Linked DNA regions of Xenopus tropicalis: region 1 is linked to region 2. A link is a contact called in public Hi-C data. All regions are on one chromosome and are shown on one strand. The core of a region is the stretch at or near the end of the contact, and the rest is flanking DNA. Distances in the headings are between cores, read along the strand shown.

Evidence for each region. A called contact is a pair of places that touch in the nucleus more often than the background predicts.
Region 1: a Hi-C map of gastrula embryo shows a contact between it and region 2, with 7 times the contacts expected there. The contact joins the enhancer-like site here to the promoter of crabp2 in region 2. A contact is called at or near these places in 4 of 5 Hi-C or Micro-C datasets (brain, gastrula embryo, neurula embryo and 1 more).

Annotation. Positions count from the first base shown.
Region 1 is chr8:132,470,418-132,476,290 of UCB_Xtro_10.0, reverse strand. No RefSeq gene overlaps it. Among named protein-coding and RNA genes, the nearest start is that of dnaja4.2, 14 kb to the left of the region's middle. Within about 2 kb of position 3,145, at least 5 of the 11 cell types and tissues checked have an H3K27ac peak or open chromatin away from gene starts, as enhancers often do. A contact at or near this core is called in gastrula embryo and neurula embryo, where this site is marked.
Region 2 is chr8:132,423,892-132,429,906 of UCB_Xtro_10.0, reverse strand. crabp2 (cellular retinoic acid binding protein 2) reads right to left here and starts at 4,231. Exons shown (of 4, transcript NM_001006862.1): 1 at 4,016-4,231. The coding sequence starts at 4,085.

The sequences.
Region 1 (5,873 bases), core at 1,896-4,395, 47 kb before region 2:
CCCCCTACTGTAAATGGTAAGGATATTAGCAGTCACTGAGGGGTTCTGTGCCCATATAAAGGCACAAGGCTGCAGGCTGAGTTATACAGGGAACTCTGAGTATCACTCATGTATTATAAGGGATAATGTACCCCCTACTGTAAATGATAAGGATATTAGCAGTCACTGAGGGGTTCTGTGCCCATATAAAGGCACAAGGCTGCAGGCTGAGTTATACAGGGAACTCTGAGTATCACTCATGTATTATAAGGGATAATGTACCCCCTACTGTAAATGATAAGGATATTAGCAGTCACTGAGGGGTTCTGTGCCCATATAAAGGCACAAGGCTGCAGGCTGAGTTATACAGGGAACTCTGAGTATCACTCATGTATTATAAGGGATAATGTACCCCCTACTGTAAATGATAAGGATATTAGCAGTCACTGAGGGGTTCTGTGCCCATATAAAGGCACAAGGCTGCAGGCTGAGTTATACAGGGAACTCTGAGTATCACTCATGGGGTAATGTACACCTTGTAGTATATTAGAAGTCTCTAATATATTGTGTATTATTTCCTATAACAGGTTTCAATGTTGGGACAGGAGTCATAGATAGATAATTGCTCTATATTCTGTGGGTTTAAGGAAAAGAACTATAAAAAGAAGTGTAACATTGGAATAGAAGAGGGGGGGGGTATCTGGACATTCTTTCCCTAAAACTATAACTAAGAACTAAAGACGGATTATGGATCTTTACTGGCTGCCTATTGTGCTACGAAGATGTTCTTTCCATATGGAGGAGATTAAGGAGATCGGGGCTAGGGGTAATATATACGCCAAACTCATCCAATCGTCTTTTTTTATGCCTTTTTATGGGCTGACAATTACATTTCAATATGGAACTGACCATTTAAAGCGCAAGTATGAAATACGCAGATGTACAAATATGCCTTTTATTCTGCGCCACTTACTGTACCCTCATCTGAAATCAATGGCTGATCCTTGTACCACTCTCTGCCAACAGATGGCGCTGTTTATTCACGTTAATACAGATCAGTTCTGCTGTGCCAGGTACAGAAGAGCCCATTCATAGCACAGAATGCCATATATTTAACCCTAAATGCTTCCATTTACCCAGCATGCCATGGTGATAGGGTGGCACCTGAGGCAGAAGCGCCACTCAGCACAAGCGTTACAAGCCAGCTGGCTTCCAGGGGTCGGTGGCAGCCGTAACTCGCACCTTGTCTCCAGGCTGACGCTTCAAAGGGGAACAAAGCGGGTGCGATAAGAGGGCACAGGTTCCGCCCTGACGCTAGCGAGAGAGAAAGGGTCATTATCCAACGCGGGGAAACCGTAGCTCCCCCAGAGCATTCCTGCCCAGAGTCGCATAGAATTCTATGCCCCACGCATTTTCAGCGCTTATCGGCGGAATCGGGTCTATTCACTCTTGCACCGTCTCTTTGTTCCATCTGCCCTAAATCTCACTGAGCCGCCTTTATACTGGCACTGCCCTTGTCTCAGTGGCAGGGCCTCCAGCAGAAACGTTGCGGCCCCTCTGGTTATTTATATGGGGCCCCCCATAGTATCAAAATGTTGTCTACACCCCTTGTGTGTGCAATATAACCAGCTGCTGTTACTCTATAATAAGCCGTTCATATAAAGTGTTCCATTGATTAATGTGCTAATAAGTCCCTTAGTTTATAGGGGGTCAGTGGAGTTGGCCCTAAGTTTAACCCTTTCCCACCTACCTGCCCCTGCTCTGCGCTGTCATTGCTTGGCATGGAAGTTACATACGTTTTTGCATAAGTTCAGGGGCCCAATGATATTGCTGTGGGGCCCGATAACCAATCAGTAGTAGTTCATAAAAACAGTAACAGAATTAATGTGCTAATAAGTCAGTATTTTAATCAGGGGGTCAGTGGAGTTTATATGTAAGTTCAGGGTCGGACTGGGACACCGGGACACCAGGAAAATACCCAGTGGGCCCCGGGCTTGGAGGGCCCCAGCGGCCCAGACCCGACCCTATTGCCGCTTCCTCTGGCCTCCAATGTCCTCCCCTGACGCGTTTCACATGTGCGCGTTCATGGGAGGTTGTCAGACAGGGGCCCCTGCGGGGGACAAGGCAGCTTAGGGGGTGCGGGGCCCCTGGGGCTGCAACCCCAGTGGGCCCTGCACCCCCCAGTCTGACCCTGTGTAAGTTACGTAAGTTTCTTTGAAAGGGAGGGGTTAGGGGTGCGCTGCGGCGGGGGCCCCTGCGGGGGATGTGGCAACTTGGGGGGTGCGGGGCCCTTGGGGCGGCAGCCCTGGTGGGCCCTGCACCCCCCCAGTCCATCCCTGTGTAAGTTACATAAGTTTCTTTGAAAGTAATGTAAGTTTTTGCACAAGTTACATAAATTGTGTGAGCGTCGGGGCCCCTTCTGGCCCAGATCATACTGAGCACGTGCAGTGCCACTGACACCTCTAACAGAATCGAAGATGGGGAACTCCAGTGACAACTGTGAAGTCCTGGATCATTACTACTAAAGAGATGCTGGAACTTTAGGCTGGTGCAGTATATAAATCATAGCATTTCTAGCCAAATTCATTTTTAGGCTTTAGTTCCCCTTTAAAGTCCTGCAATTTCTGGCTAATATAGGGGGATGGGGCTTGGGTGGGTCATTAGCAGGGTATTGGCATACTCAGGTAGATAAAGGCCAAGGGCACTGGCAGATATCCTTCAAGATCAGAAGGCATTTGGGTAATGCAACGTAGGGCATTAACGGGCAGTAAGTGGTGGCCTAACTGCCTGTTATTGATCATAATTTAATGGAGAGCAGTGACAGACAGGCCTCAGTGTCGGAAAGATCTTGAGCTCCCAAAATGGTATTAATGTGGGCAGCCATGGTCAGGCTGAAAAATGGTGGTGAAATGGTGGAGAATGCGCCTCCTGTGTCATGTGACTAAGAGTAATGGCGCCTTGAGCTACTTGGACGGTGTGTGTGTTGTGTGACTAAAGTGTTCAGTGGGAACAAGTCCTAACAAATACCCAGGGCGTAGCCCGAGCCTTATCTCCTTGGCCATTGTGGCCGCATCGCAGCTCCCCGGGGGGTAGAGAAAACCTTTAGCAGAGAAGATAAATCCCATTAAAGGAACACCTGCTAATGAGCTCAGAAAGCATTTAGCCGCTCTGTTCCAGGAGGGTAAATATTCTGATTGGCCCATTTGCACAATGATAGCCAACCCCGCTCCCCAGCCGGCCCAGCTCGCTTTCAGCTAATGCTGTTTGCCTTTGGCATGAGTGGGATTATAGTGGGAGAGATGGGGGGCTTCCCTGCTGGCCGGAGACTTTAGAGAGAGCCATTCAGATACAATGCAGATGAGCTTCATTTGTGAGACATTAGTCCCCTAATTGCCATTGCCCGCAGGCACACACAGCCAATTATCCCATTAATTGATAAGGATCCCAGGGGGGGGTGGGTCAGAGAATCAGGCCAGTGAGCGCTTAGGCAAACGAGTTGGCAGTTTGGTACAGAAACTGAGTGGAACAAATAACTGACTTTATCAATAAATGATTGATTTGATCAATAAATTGCTCTTGCTGGATATTCCCATTCAAACGGATGGATAGGGGATTCTGAGAGTGGACTCCTCCCCCCAACGGGCTACGGAACAGTGGGGGGACACCCAATGGGGTAACTGTAGAAGAACAAGAAGACCCCTCAGGAACGAGGGGGCCCAGACCCCTATAATTGTGTAGAAATCCCACTCCCCCCAGTTGTTCTCCTACCTGAGAGTGGAAAGGGAGGCGGGGGGGGGACCTGAGGCTGTGAGGTAATGGGGTTGGGGGCTTTTGGAAGATTTTGTTGTGGGGGAGGGGGTCCAGCACCGACATTGCTCAAATTTGCCCCCCCTCCCGTATCACAGCCCTAGGATTTATTTACTAATACAAGTGCAGTGTGCAAAGTGCAACTGTGAGTGCAAGTTGCCATGCTTTTTACCCCCCCCCCCCCCATAATTGCAGGCTCAACGTGGCAATGTGTCTGATGCTGTTGGGGTTGATGCGTTAGAACAGGACTGTCCATCTGGAGGCCTGTGAGCTGGATGTGGCCCTCCAAGGCATTTTTATGGCCCCCAGTCTGGTTGAATGATCCATACACTTGATTGTATGATATTTTTATTTTAATTTACCCCCGTGGGATGTCGGGGGGGGGGCACGCACAATGACAAGCGGCAGGGGCAAGGGAGCACGGACTAGGGGCCGGCAGGAGGGGAGGCAGAAGCTATACAAAAGCTTTAGATGCCAGTACCATGAATGACTGGCACAGAATCCCGCATTGACCATGGCAAGTGGCGCCAGTAAATGAACCCTACAAACTGTCTTAAAACTTCCCCAAAGTGCTCCCTGTTGCCCCCTATTGGCTGGAGTGGGAAGCCAAGAACATTTTCAGTATGAAAAGTGCCGCTGCTGGATATTTGGCACAGGGGGCATTGTGACTGGTACTGTGCCAGGCACCCAAAAGTGCCCACTTGGGCAATTTCCCAGCATTCCTGAACCGCAAACAGATATTATTCAGCCCCATACCTGGTCCAATAAACTGCCTGCTCCGGCACATGTGACCTCATTGGCAGCCAATAGCATTTTTTTATGTAGACAGCATAACTAGAAGTGACTGGGCCCCACAGCATCATTTTAGGGCCCCTAAACATTGGCAGTTAGGGACCACTGGGCCCCTTACACCTTGTCCCCCCAGCAGCCCCGGGTTCTGCTTTCTCTATAGTTCTGCCACTGAATCCTACAACTCCAAAGTAACTCCTAACAGAACTGCAACTCCAACTACCATTTATTTGCCCCTCTAGGGCTCGTTTAATGACCCCCCCCCCCATACCAACTGCTGCCCCACACCATAAACTGCCACCTAATCCCATCTGGACAGAATAGTTACATCATTTACTCAAGCCTCAGAGTGACAAGTAATATTGTAGAAGGGAGGAAGAGGGTCATATCTTTTCTAAGAGAAAACAGCAGTAGCAACTTGCTTTATGGCAGGGATTCCAGATACACACCCAGGATCTGGGCAACTGTTTTACAAGGCACAATGCCGGCAGAGCAGATAGGAGCTATTGCCCCCTGGATCCTGCATGTAGTGGGGCCCCATAGAGCGGCAGTTGCAAGTAATAATAATGGAGGGGCAGCAGATATGGCTGTGGAAGGGTTACTTTCTCAGGGTCCAGCCTTGGACCGGAGAGCTGACACCTGCGCACACACTTGTGTCTACACTTATAGGGGGGAAGCTTTATGGGCGAGTGCCGGGAGTTTATTGCCGGGGGCCATATACCATTCTCAAGGGGCTGCTAAGTTATTCACACATCCCGGCCATTTCCTCTGCTAAATGCGGCCAGAACAGCTGGGGACAAACAATGGCGGGTTTCTCCATCTCTAATCGCTCGCTGCCTGCTCACCAGCAGGGGCAGTATGGGGACGGGGCATGGCTGGGGGTGCCCCGGGGTAGGTAGGTATAACTGGGTGTGTGCGTCTGGCTCACTACTGACACATCACATTCATTGTTTGACTATCAGTTTCCATGAACTCAGTACAGTCAGCAGCGCTCTGTGTGACTTGTAAGGGCCTGTCCCTATAGGAAGCTTCCATCTCTCTATTTGTCTGCACTGCTGGTTCTGACTCCTGAAACAAAAGCCAGCTGGTTAAAAGTCTTTTGCTGAACTGGGTGTGCAATGGCTCAGGCCTGTGCCCTGGGTACCCCTGGAACTATAGCGGGGTGACTGTTACCCCAATGTTTCTATATATCTGTAACCGTGTTATGGGCTAAGGGGGCCCAGCCTGAAGGCCAGTTAGGGGGGGATTTGGGGTGAGTGCTTATTTGTGCCCTGGGTACCCCTGGAACTATAGCAGGG
Region 2 (6,015 bases), core at 2,982-5,481:
CATTCCCCTTTCCAATTCACTCCCTGTGCTGTCTGGTCTAATCCCTTCCACTCTCCCATCATTACTCTCCATCCCATCACCCCCAATCTTCTTAAATCCCTTATCCCTTCCACTTTCCCATCATTACTCCCCATCCCCTAACCCCCAAACTTCTTACTCCCCCTTATCCCTTCCACTCTCCCATCATTACTCCCCATCCCCTAACCCCCAATCTACTTACTCCCCCTTATCCCTTCCACTTTCCCATCATTACTCTCATCCCCTAACCCCCAATCTACTTACTCCCCCTTATCCCTTCCACTTTCCCATCATTACTCTCCATCCCCTAACCCCCAATCTACTTACTGCCCCTTATCCCTTCCACTCTCCCATCATTACTCCCCATCTCCTCACCCCCAATCTACTTACTGCCCCTTATCCCTTCCACTCTCCCATCATTACTCCCCATCCCCTAACCCCCAATCTACTTACTCCCCCTTATCCCTTCCACTCTCCCATCATTACTCCCCATCCCCTAACCCCCAATCTACTTACTGCCCCTTATCCCTTCCACTTTCCCATCATTACTCCCCATCTCCTCACCCCCAAACTTCTTACTCCCCCTTATCCCTTCCACTCTCCCATCATTACTCCCCATCTCCTCACCCCCAAACTTCTTACTCCCCCTTATCCCTTCCACTTTCCCATCATTACTCTCCATCCCCTCACCCCCAATCTACTTACTCCCCCTTATTCCTTCCACTTTCCCATCATTACTCCCCATCCCCTCCCCTGTTTCTCACTACCTGAGTACTCTACCCCCTCTCTCTATTGGTAGAGGCCAATGCATTCAGTCGGTATCAGCTCACAGCCCTTCCTACCATGTAGCAAAGGTGACACATTACGTTTCTAACATTGGTGAATAATCAATATTATGTATTTCTGGGCAAAGGGAAACTTCCAGGATATGTGCAATTAGTGGGTTAGTTCTGCCTAATAAGGGCTACAGGCCTGGGGGCAGAGGGATAATAGTTCCAGCCCCTCCTCCTATTTGAACGCACTCTGTAAAGGCTTGAGCTGCCCATACAGGTAACCCGGGACTGCAGTTTAATCGCTTTGCCTCACATTTCTTATTAGTTCGTTTATCTCACTAGAACATAAAATGGATGACCTAGCATTAAACATAATGATAATAATTATATTACATGCAGCAACAAAAGTCCTTTACTGTAAAGATACTTTTCACAGGAGATCTACTTCTAACCCCCGGTTAAGGCTTTTGGTATGGTCCATCATGGATTCAGCTTAGCTGGGTGCAAGCCCTATCGATAGAATGGGAATGGATTATAGCCACAGGTTAAACACAAGTGCACACAACTACTGAGACTTGTTTGTTAGATCATCTGTGAGGGAGCATTGGCACAAACCTTGGGTAAAGCCACACTGGGGCAAAATGCTAGGGGGGCGTATTTCAGTGAAGACCAATATGAAGGTGAACGTCCATATATTGGGCAGATACCAACACGAGAAGCTTGTTTTCCTATAGACAATGGAGAGAATGTAGGGGGTATTCTCTTTCGGCACGTAAATGGGCCTCTGGGAATAGTCCTGGCACCAAATCGGACTCCTGCATGGGATTTTGCAGATGTCGGGATCCACCATTTCACCCTGATAGTGAGTTTGGAGGAGCACTAAGAGCCCCAGCTCCCAGCAAGCTTTCAGAATTGCCTATATGCCAACAGATGGTAGGGGTTGCAGTTCTGCACAGCTTCCATTCAACGCAGACTTTTTATTCCCACCATTTACAGATCCTGACCATTCCTCAAGCTGATTATATAAATGACCACATTCTCATCACCAGCGATACAGCCACATCAAGGGGTATATACCCCACTATGCACACTACCGCCCCCTTCTGCCCCTTCTGCCTTGTATAAATGCTCTTTTCCACTCCGTAACATCTTTACAATAGTTTAACATTCATGATGTCATAAAGCAGTAACCAATCAGCAGATGGAAATCTGATTGATTAATAAGAATTATTAGACCAGTAACAATTATAATAATACCCCCCAAACAAACAACAAGCACCCCCACAGAATATCTCAGTTAGTACGTATGCTATGTGCAATATGGGTTGGAGTTTGATGGGACTTGGGATCCCCTGTATATTGATTTTACCAGTCAGTGCCACGCTGGGTGTGTAACTGCTAACAAGGGTACATAGAGTTGTATAGAATCTTATAGAGAGTAACTGTTGCCTGTTTATAACATTGGGGTATCTCTATTCTATAAATCATAGACCCAACGAGAAGCGTTGCCAACAGTTCTGAAGCATAACTCCCAGCAGCCTCAGTCAGCCAGAATCAATAGAGAGTCATGGGTATGAGTGTCTAGCTGGCAGCAGAGCATGCTGGGAATTGTAGTTCAGTTTGTAAATCCCAAACCCTATGTCTGACTCTCACGTTGGGAAAAGGAATACGTGTCCCTGCCTGAGAGCTAAGTGGCGGCAATGTGACACGGCTTCCTATATTTATAGGCCCAGCGGGGGGTGCCAGTTGGGGAGGGTGCTGATAGATTGCTATCATATCTATGTAGTGCGCTTAGTCTGCTAATCTGGGGCACCCTCAGCATTGCCATATTGCTCCTGGGGTGGGGGAGGCAATCACCCCTGTGCCCCAGGGAGAAATGTAGATTAAATGCCAATCAGTGGCACGTGTAGGTATATTGGGGTCACCAGGATAGATTTCTATGGCTTCAGGGGAGAGGTGCACTTATATCTCAGTATGAAGGGATAGGGGGTAGGTGCACTTATGTCTCAGTATGAAGGGATAGGGGGTAGGTGCACTTATTTCTCAGTATGAAGGGATAGGGGGTAGGTGCCCATATGTCTCAGTATGAATGGATATGGGGTAGGTGCACTTGGTCTCAGTATGAAGGGATAGGGGGTAGGTGCACATATGTCTCAGCATGAAGGGATAGGGGGTAGGTGCACATATGTCTCAGCATGAAGGGATAGGGGGTAGGTGCACATATGTCTCTGTATAAAGGGATAGGGGGTAGGTGCCCATATGTCTCAGTATAAAGGGATAGGGGGTAGGTGCCCATATGTCTCAGTATGAAGGGATAGGGGGTAGGTACACATATGTCTCAGCATGAAGGGATAGGGGGTAGGTGCACATATGTCTCTGTATAAAGGGATAGGGGGTAGGTGCACATAAGTCTCTGTATAAAGGGATAGGGGGTAGGTGCATATAAGTCTCAGTATGAAGGGATAGGGGGTAGGTGCCCATATGTCTCAGTATGAAGGGATAGGGGGTAGGTGCCCATATGTCTCAGTATGGAGAGGAGGTAAGTGCCCATATGTCTCAGTATGGATAGAAGGTAGGTCCCCATATGTCTCAGTATGGATAGGGGGTAGGTGCCCATATGTCTCAGTATAGATAGGAGGTAGGTGCCCATATGTCTCAGTATGGATAGGAGGTAGGTGCCCATATGTCTCAGTATGGATAGGAGGTAGGTGCCCATATGTCTCAGAATGGATAGGAGGTAGGTGCCCATATGTCTCAGAATGGATAGGAGGTAGGTGCACGTGTATACGGTTTGTTGCCCCCGCTGCCGTATATACTGGGAGAGATGAGACACAGATGTTGGCAGGTACATACATGTTTTGGGTTTGTGAGTGATGAAGAAGTCAGTGGTAGGAGTATTCCGTAGGAAAATGGAACGGCCTCTCAGCAGGGGTGGTAGGGACCCATCAATACAGTAAGAAGCTTAGTGCAGATGTAAAGCCATATCAGAGAGACTTAATGGGGCAGCTGTTTCTTTTCTCCCATTCCATTCAGTGTTGGTGGCACAACGATAGGACCCAGAATGGGGGTAACGTTCCTGCCCAGATGGCACCCTGCTTGCCTAGATGATACCCCCCTGCCCATAAAGATGCCCACCCAGCCAATACCCCCTGCTCATAAAGATGCCCGCCAAGCCAATACCCCCCTGCCCATAAAGATGCCCGCCCAGCCAGTACCAGACTCACCCAAAACCTTCAGCATCTCCTCAAAGTTGTCCGACTGTTTCATTTTCCAGTGTCCTGAGAAGTTGGGCATGTTGGCTGGGATAGAAGGGGGTCACAGGGGGTATTGGGGTGTCCGGCTGGTACCACGGTGCTGGGTTGCTCCCTGGGTCGGGCTCTAGTTCCCTGGTATGGGCACGGCTGAGCCAGACGCTTACTCACTGCTGCACTCCCTGTGTGCCTCTCAGGTTGGACTAATGCAGCGCTCTGCTGGCTCTCTCTATATATACTGCCCCCCCCCCCCCCCCCTGTCTGTCTGCTGCTCCTGTTGTAATACAGCATCCCCCCTGCTGCCCCGGGGAGGGCTCCAACACCCCTCTCTGCAGTCCCACCTGTTGATTAATCCAACAACTCACCCCCCCCCCAATGAAAAATAACCCTTTTTAACATTTTCTACCCCTTCCCTCCGGCACGGAATCCCCAGTTTTATGGGAAATGTGCAAAACCCCATAATCCTGTAATAATACAAATAATGTGAGCAGGAAGTGCAAAGAACAAAGGGGAATCTGGTCCTGCAACCAATACAAAACAGCACAGGGATCATTCCCAGGCTCCGGGCAATGGGGGCAGATAGGGTGTCAGTACTGCACCCAGTTATACCCCCAGCAAAGGTGCTTGCACCTATATCTGCTCCTTATTACTCTTATGGAACCCTAATTACCTGAATGGTCTGTGCCAGCCCCGGGTACAACATGGGTTAACCCTGCTATTACCCCTTGCCTGGGGCAGTTAGTATTCCCAGGGTTCCTTTGCATGGTGCACCCCCAGGGACTCCCCTTTTTTCCCAGCTTACTCATACCCCTAAAGTGACTATGTTGCCACAATGCATTGTGGGTGATAATCATGACAAATGGGACTGATATTTTGCAATGACACACCTTATAGTTTTGGGGTGTTGCTTGAAGGGAGGGATGCCACCCTCTTTTTGGGCCAGGGGAGTAGGTGGAGGCATAACATAGGGCGGGGCAATGATGTTTTAGGGTGGGGAAATGGGCGGGGGAAGGGGCGGGTCTGTACTTATAAGGAGTAATACTGTAGCAGAGAGGGTCAGGGAAGGGAAGGATATGTAGGGTGTTACACATGGTAGTTACATTGCTGGTAAAATTGTAATTCTGGCCCCACCCCTAGTTGGTGATTAACCGCCTGCCCAGTTGAATACCGGCGCCCTATTGGAGGATCCAGCTAGCTATTAAATAAAGAGACAAATGGGGCCTATTGACCAAACCAGTTTCTATTTATCTGTCCAACTTGTCCCTTTCCTCCCCATTGTTTCCTCTTCTCTCTGCAACTTTGATCTTCTCTCAAGTCTTTTCCTTCTCTCTGTTTCTGCCTCAGTCCCACTTTTCTCTGCTGATCCTTCTACTGGGGAATAGGGATGGGCTGCTGGGAGTTCTACTGGGCTGGGAGATCCAATGGTACCAGCCTTTCCCATTGTCTCACCTTGTTTCCCTGATTCCCAGTTTCTCCCTATCCCTCCAGCTCCTCAGCCTTAGGAACCCATTACTTCTGAAGCATAACAAACATGGTGTAAATGTGATGATTTTATTGGCTTAGATGGTAATGACTGGTACAAATAACTCAACCTAGATCCGACCTACTCATCCCTTGGAACTGAGGCCCAGCTCTGTAACTCTTGCACCCCCTTCAGGCAGAAAGTGTAGTTACAGGGCAGGAAGGAGTAACCTTACATTCCATAGATAGGCTGTGGCAGTGTAGCAGTGGGGGGGATAATAGCCTCTGGGAAGGGACTGGGGCTGTGGGATAGCAGGTATAGTAGGGAGAGATGGTGCCTATAGTAGCAGTGGGGGGATAATAGCCTCTGGGAAGGGACTGGGGCTGTGGGATAGCAGGTATAGTAGGGAGAGATGGTGCCTATAGTAGCAGTGGGATAATAGCCTCTGGGAAGGGACTGGGGCTGTGGGATAGTAGGTATAGTAGGGAGAGATGGTGCCTATAGTAGCAGT